2 separate regions of the Mus musculus genome follow, and region 2 is linked to region 1. Evidence: chromatin contacts called from public HiChIP or PLAC-seq data. All regions are on one chromosome and are shown on one strand. The core of a region is the stretch at or near the end of the contact, and the rest is flanking DNA. Distances in the headings are between cores, read along the strand shown.

The links. HiChIP or PLAC-seq counts read pairs in DNA pulled down with a chosen protein or histone mark.
Region 2: an H3K4me3 HiChIP or PLAC-seq map of bone marrow-derived macrophages shows a contact between it and region 1, with 4 times the contacts expected there. The contact joins the promoter of Myadm here to the promoter of Lair1 in region 1. A contact is called at or near these places in 1 of 39 promoter capture datasets (pre-B cells) and 2 of 115 datasets of contacts at active chromatin or transcription factors (bone marrow-derived macrophages and large pre-B cells).

Annotation. Positions count from the first base shown.
Region 1 is chr7:4,061,082-4,064,876 of GRCm38.p6, forward strand. It overlaps Lair1 (leukocyte-associated Ig-like receptor 1), which reads right to left and starts at 2,123. Exons shown (of 8, transcript NM_001113474.1): 1 at 1,988-2,123. The coding sequence starts at 2,021.
Region 2 is chr7:3,288,858-3,292,652 of GRCm38.p6, forward strand. It overlaps Myadm (myeloid-associated differentiation marker), which reads left to right and starts at 1,698. Exons shown (of 3, transcript NM_016969.2): 1 at 1,698-1,773.

The DNA of each region.
Region 1 (3,795 bases), core at 873-3,372:
GCCTTCAGTCTGATTTAAAATTTAGGTTTACCAAGAGGGCTAGAAAAGTAGATATTTCTATATTAATAAAGATTGGTTTTTATTTTGATAAGACAGGCTTAGTCCCTTAGCTAACCTCTGGCTTTTCACCCTTGCTATTACTGCAAGGTGTCCTTAGCTCCTTAGGCTGTGGAAAAAACAGGGATGAGGAGGAACGACTTCCAGCTCCTATTTTAGCCACAAGTCGTGGTGTTACTAATGACATAATTCTTGCCTAGGTCTTGCTAAATCTGAGGTTGATAATTCTCCTCTAGGAGCTGCACAGTACTCAGAACTGTGCATACTGGTTTGTGATCGTACAAATTCAGTATGGGCATCGCTTGGTGCAGAGAGCACTGCAGGGGAAGGTCCAGCTTGACCATTTCTGAGTTTCCTGTGAGATAAACCCGGTTTGAAAGAGGTTGGTATCAAATTTTGGCTAAAAATCAAAAATATTTTTCGGCTCTGCCTCCCCTCCCCAAAAGATACCGAGAGCCACAGGTGTGGGTCTTAACAGCATCCACGGGATAAATCGGGTCAATGTCCACCCAAGCCAAGGTTAAAAGCCCACTCATCTACGGATGAGAAAATCATTTGATCACCTCAGTTAAGCGTTGCCTTATTTAACTTAATTAATAGTGGGGAGAGAGATTGGAGACCGTACTGTCTTCACTGCCTCCCACCCCAAAATAAAAAAGCCAATTGGCTTTGTACTACAGAGCCGGTCGAACCCCTTCTCCCTGTTTCCCACCTATCATCCAAAAATGTGAAGGAATATCAACTTAGTGTTATTCTTATTATAGTGTATTTCACATTTGTTCAGTCAAACTTAGCCAGAGTTCCAACGCCCTACTTAAAATTCCACTAGAAAGTTACCTACTCAGTACTAATTAGCATAATAAAGTCAGAGCCTGCAGCTCCAGGCTTTTCAGTTAGTTGTTTACTAAGATAAGAAAGGACAGTCTTAGCCAGATACAGTTTACCATAAGAAAAATTAAGGAATCCCACGAAAGCAAGTTTTTTCTTTAGCCCTAGATTCCAGGCAGAACTATTGAGCATAGATAATTTCCCCCCCCCCCCCCCTCAGGCCAGCTTTTTCTTTTTTTTTAAGTTTTGTTAATAAAAGGGAGGAAATGTAGTCTCCCCTCCCCCAGCCTGAAACCTGCTTGCTCAGGGGTGGAGCTTCCTGCTCATTCGTTCTGCCACGCCCACTGCTAGAACCTGCGGAGCCACACACGTGCACCTTTCTACTGGACCAGAGATTATTCGGCGGGAATCGGGTCCCCTCCCCCTTCCTTCATAACTAGTGTCGCAACAATAAAATTTGAGCCTTGATCAGAGTAACTGTCTTGGCTACATTTCTTTCTCTCGCCACCTAGCCCCTCTTCTCTTCCAGGTTTCCAAAATGCCTTTCCAGGCTAGAACCCAGGTTGTGGTCTGCTGGCCGGACACAACACATAGTGACACCATGCCTCAAAAATATAAAATAAAATAAAAGTGTAGTCCCTGGTAAGTCAACCATGCTCCAGTGCTAGACCACATACTTAGGAGTATTCGGGCAGCACAAATTGGTCTTACAGTGCTTTCAAAAAAAAAAAAAAATGGAACAAAGTTAAGAGGATAGGGAGGAAAAGTGGAACTTAGAAAAGTTGATGGTGAGTAATATAAGAAATACTCAAAGAACTAACAAAAGTTGAGGTTTTTTTTTTTTTATTCTAAGCAGGGTAATCAATACTACGTAACAGTTTTGATTGTAAAAAAGCAGGCTCTTCCTAAGTCCTGTTAAAGCTGAACCTGACTTCATGCCCCATCACTGTTCCTAACAATAAGTCTGCAGAGGTATCTTCCAAGTAGGACGTGGGGGCAGAGAGGCATTCCTCCCAGGGGCTCCAGAATCGCCTTCGCTGCTCTCAAGGCTGAGTGAGGAATAGACTCCCTTCCCCACCCCTCAGTTTTTCCCAGGACTCACCAAGCACCAGCAGGATAACTGGATGAAGTGACATGACTCAGGCTCCAGCAACCTTACCAGGTCTGGTCAGAGCAGAAGCCCTGCAGCAGGCACAAGAGGCAGGATGTGTGCACTGGAGCTTGTCACAAGGTTTCTAGCTAAGGTTCCCCACATGGAGAGGAAGAGGTTTCTCTTCTGGGCGTTGGACTCTTTCCCTTAGTCACTGGCTTCAGGAGAAGGTGTTAGCTTCTAAAACAGTGTCTCGGGCCCCTATGTTTAGATGTAGCTGAGCTCATTCCTTAACTTGTTTGCCTGTCTGTAAATATGCAAGAATAAGATTGTACATATCAGTTCCCACTGTAGAAAGCAAAGGCCACCAATTTATGCAAGACATTTCTACTTCAACCCAAAGCTCACATTTCCTTGGGTTTAAAATGAGAAACATTTGATGTTACGACTTTTGTAAAAGATCTCGACCAGATATTTCACACATTAAATGTGTCCTTCTATAGATAATGCTTTTACTATTAAATAATATTGGGGTGTGTGTGTGTGTGTGCATGTGTGTGTGTGCCCGTGTGTGCACGCACGCAGTCACAGAACAACTCCCCAAAGTCATGTCTCTCCTTCGACAATGTAGGTCCTAGGAATCAACTTCAGGTTGTCAGACTCAGAAGCAAGCATTTTTTCCCACTGAGCCATCTCAGTGACAAAGATAATATTTTTAAAAGCTAATAAATATTGTCAGAAATGTGTATAAATTGGATTTTTTTTTTTTTACTGTTAGCAAGAAGTCAGGGCCTCAACTGTTCTGAAGAAACTTCCTCTGAGTTAATGAGTCAGAATCATTTTGGGTAAGCTGATGCCCTCCCTCCATGAGATTAGAAGAAAAAATGGAAATTACAGGGAAGAACGCTCTTCCTCTTTAGAAATAGCATTGTGATTTCAGACATACACACACTCACACACACACACACACACACACTCACACATACACACTCACACACACACACTCACACACACACACTCACACACACACACTCACACATACACACACACACACTCACACACACACACACTCACACACACACACACAGAAATTAAAAATAGAACCCCAGTAAGAGGGGAAGTAAGTATGGAAGTGAGATGTCAGCACTCACATAGTCATTGCAGCTCTATTCACAGGAGCTGTGATAGAGAAATCATTCTGGAAGTGGTTGGAGGAAATGTGGTGTACATAGACCACATTTTGAAGATGATGATGAGGCCATGTGAAAAGCCATGGCTGAACCTTCAAGAAATGGCTATCAGTGAACTGAGCAAGACCCAGAGGACAGGTGATGAGTTGTTTGCCTCATGGAGGTATGTAAAGTAGTCACATTCAAGCTGAGCATGCTGATCCATTCCTGTAAGCCCTGCACTTGGGAGGGTTAGGCAGGAGGATTGCCATGAGTGCAAGGCCAGTCTGTACTACATAATGAGTTCTGAGCCAACCTGAGATATATAGCAAGATTTTTTTTTTGTCTCAAAAAACTAAAATAGATAAAGTCAAATTCATAAAAGCAAAATGGAATTTTGTCTACCAGAAGAGAAAACATGTAGAAGTTATTTATCAATAGACAAAAACTTTTAGTCAATTAATATGAATAACTCTAAGACAACACAGCATCTGTAGTCAATATTAGTAAAGTGTGCAGTTAAAATGTTAAGAGAACAAATTTTATGGTTTTCTCTGTCTTAGCTAGGATTTCTATGGCTGTGATGAAACACCATGAGCAAAAGCAACTTGGAGAGAAAGTGGTTTACTTCATCTTAGACTTCTAATAAGA
Region 2 (3,795 bases), core at 448-2,947, 770 kb before region 1:
ACACATAAAGTAAATGTGTAGTAAATGTCTGTGTGTGTTTAAACTAAACTAAAACCCTCCCTTTTGCAAGGCATAAAATGACAAAGAGGGTCTGTTTCTGGGTCTCTTCCCAGACAGGCAAAGTGAGCACACAGCTCTTCGCCTACCCATCCCTACCTTGTTCCCCACCCCCACTTCTGCAAAGCACGAAGCAAGAAGCAAGCGTCCAGGTCCCCTCTCCAGCTCCTCCCTCCTCTGTAGGACACGAAGCTGGCTGTAGTGAGCTCTTGGACCCCTTCGAACCCCCACCTCCCACCCCCTTCGCGAAGCTCCTAGCTTCCTCTCTAGGGCTAGGACTATAAACCTCTCCAGTCTTCCTGGAAGGTAACCAGAAGCAGCCGCCGGGAAGAGACAAGCAGCCGCAGCCGCCACTAGGCCCCGCCCAGCAGCAGCAGAGCAAGGCCGCGCCCGGGACCGCTGCAGAGCGGGGTGAGTGAGTGCAGCCAGGAGGGAGGGAACCAGGTGTCCTGGGTCTCCGCCCTGCCCAGGGGGCCAGCATTGGGACCTTTAGGAGAGACCTAAAGGTCCCTCCAGCATCGCGACCTTCAGCTTCTTTTCCCATCTGGCTCAGTCGAGTTCTTTCAGGCCCTTAAATCCGACTTTTTTTTTTTTTTTTTTTCCCAATCCTGCATCTCTTTCCTGCTTTTGCCCCTCTCCTCCCGGTACTATAGGGCCCGAGGAATCCTTCCCATATGATAGAACCTAGAATCCAGAGCTCCGGGCCCTAGCCCTGTCCTCATAAAGATTCTGAGTCTCTCCCTTTGTCCTGAAGGCAGGAATTCAGGCCAAAAATAGCGTGCCCTTCTAGACTCAGGCAACCAACCAACCAACCACATATGTTTTGAAAACTGAACGCTCAGAAATCTGGTACCCTCCCTCCAAATTTCCAGGAATTTAGCTACTATCCATCATCCTTTCGCGTCTCCTGGCTGTGATCTTCTGAGACTTGGCCCAAGGGTCCTCAGGCCATGATTACAGTGTAATTGGAGATATGGCCCACTCTCTATGCAGACCCCTAAACGAAGGAATCTAGTCTTTGTTTTTTGGGGGTGGGCCCTCACTAGTCAAGGTAGCTTAAGCTCAAGGCCTGGCACCCTAAATTCTGCTTCAGGTAGACAAGACTCCGTTAAACAGAGGTCTAGCTGACCCTCAAACTGCTGGGACCTGGATGTGTAAGATTTCCTTTTTCTGGGTATCGTGGGGGAACTGATAGACAGAGGCGTGGGGCGGAGAGCGGGAGAACTGAATGAGAGGTGAGACTAGGCGTGGGGACCCGGCTTAGTGGGGGGGGGGCGACGACTCTATCTGAAACAAATCATAAACAAGTACGTTTCTATGGCAACAGCATTCTCCGGTCTACCCTGAAGATTTCTTTCTAGAGCTATGACAGGGAGGATAGCCCCCAGGAGACCCCACCCCTCCAGCTGCTGTGTCTTCCTGTTTTGTCTCCACGGCTACGGTGACCTCAGCTCTGCACCCCCTCACTGGTAGGGCGGGAGATCCAGGACGCTAGCCTTCTGGGGGCGTGGTGTGGCATTAGCCCCGCCTTCGGGGCCTACCAGGGATAGCCTGAATGAAGGGAAAGTCCCTTTTCACCGCCCTAGCCAGGCCCAAACCCCGCCCACAACCCCTCCCTCGCGCGCTCCTCAGCTGGCCAACTCCACCCAGTCCTAAGACCCTTTTGGTCTGCAGCTGTCGTCCTTGTTTGTGCTACAGTCGCCACTGCCTGGAGAGGTAAAGCTGCAGGGACCCCCAAAGGGAAGGAGTTGTGGTCCAGGATCCTTGGTTCTAGAAAGAGGAGTGGGCACGGATTCAGGTGTCTGGATCCCTAGAAACACTGCAGTTGGACCAGGACTCAAGCTCTGGATGAAAGGCTGAACATCTGAGCTCATACAGGTCATACATGGGAAAGAAGAGGGACTGGGGAGTGGGCACGTGGGTATGAGGAAGGACGGTGGTACTTGGACCCTTGAGGCTGAGAGCGGTAGGATGGGATCTAGACTCCTAGGTCTGACCAAAAAGGTTTGGGATCTGTATTTAAGATGGGTCTCAGGGAGGAGGGCAGGATTCAGACCTTAATCTGGAGGAAGTTGGGGGTCTGAATTTGTTCTGAGGGAGAAGGTACTGGAGTTTGAATTGGGACGGAAGAAGGGAGGGGCTGGGATCTCGACTCTTGGTTTGAAGACTCGGAAAGATTGAGTATAGATCCCTGAATCCGAGAAGATGGAACTCCTGGATGCTTATACCTGGTGCTTATACCTGGAGGGACTCAGGAGGGGAAAGTCCTTGTTCTGACCCTCCCAGAGGCCTGCACCCGCACTAGAGTATGGGGGGGGGGCTGGGGGGAGGGAGGTAGGAATCTTTGAAGGCTTACGGCTGAGCCCACCACTGGTGTGAGGCGTGGCCTGGAGTCTGTTCAGGGCTGTGCCCAGCATGTGCCCTGTCTGTGGAGTGATGGATGACCTCAGGAGTGTGGCATTGGGGATGGTAGCAGGGGTGCTGGGTGTGGCCCTGAGAGTGGAACTAGACCTAGGAGGAAACTCTAGGGGCGTTTCCTCACCCTGCTTATGTCTTTAGCTGAGCATTCCTGAGCAATGACTTCAAACGATGCTGGAGGCCTCTATCACTAGTTCCGTTACCTCTCCTAAGGTCTTCCTTTCTTTCTATTCCTCCTTTCCTAACTTTTCTCCCTGACAGAAGGATTTATGCTGGACACTAACCCGCCATTTTTGTTTTTGTTTAAAAAATTTTAAAGACAGGCTTTATGTATATAGCCTTTGTAGTCCTGGAACTCGCTATGTAGACCTGGCTGGCCCTGAACTTGTAGAGATCCGTCTGCCTCTTCCTCCTAAATGCTGAGATTACAGGCGATCTGTTGCCCACTTATTATAGTGCGGGGTGCCTGGCTTCCCAAAAAAACCAATCCTGGTGGGAGCTGGGGGTTTCTGCCTTTCTGTCTCAACTCCCAAGTGCCCTGGAGGCTTCTAGTTCCCAGGGAGAATTGCAACTCCTGCATGAGTTCTTGCCTGGAGCCAAGGAAGAGCTGTGTCCTGGAGCTCCATCAGATTGAAGGAGTTTTAAGGAGTCTCATTCCCTTAGCCCCAGTCCCACCCATTAGGGGTTGAACCTAGTACCTCACACATGCTAGTCAAATACTCTACTTAAAACCTCACCACTACTGACTTCCTTTCCCCCCATCCCCACCCCCACCCCTTGGTGGTCTTGAACTCTCTCTGTGACCCCAAGAAGGCCTCGAATTTCCAATCCTGCCTCTACCGGTGCTTTGGGAACACTGTTCTGCACTCCCAGGCCAGACTTTCCTCATTCTGAAAGGACTCAGAGTTCAAAAAAAGATTTTTCCCTTAATCCCAGCACTCAGGGGACAGAGGCACGCAGATCTCCGTGAACTCAAGGCCAGCCTGGTCTACATAGCAAGTTCCAGGCCAGTAAGGCTTACATAGCAAATGCTTATCTCAAAATAGAAAAATAGAATATATATATATATATCAGTGGGTGAGGGACGCAGGGACACATCTACTGCAGAACACGGAAAGAGTTCAGAGGACAACTTTTGGGAGTCGTTCTGCCTGGCTCCAAACTCACACTTTTCAAGTAACCATAAAAATCTCTCTCGCGCCGGGTGTGGTGGCACCCACCTTTAATCCCAGCACTCGGGAGGCAGAGGCAGGCGGATTTCTGAGTTCGAGGCCAGCCTGGTCTACAGAGTGAGTTCCAGGACAGCCAGGGCTATACAGA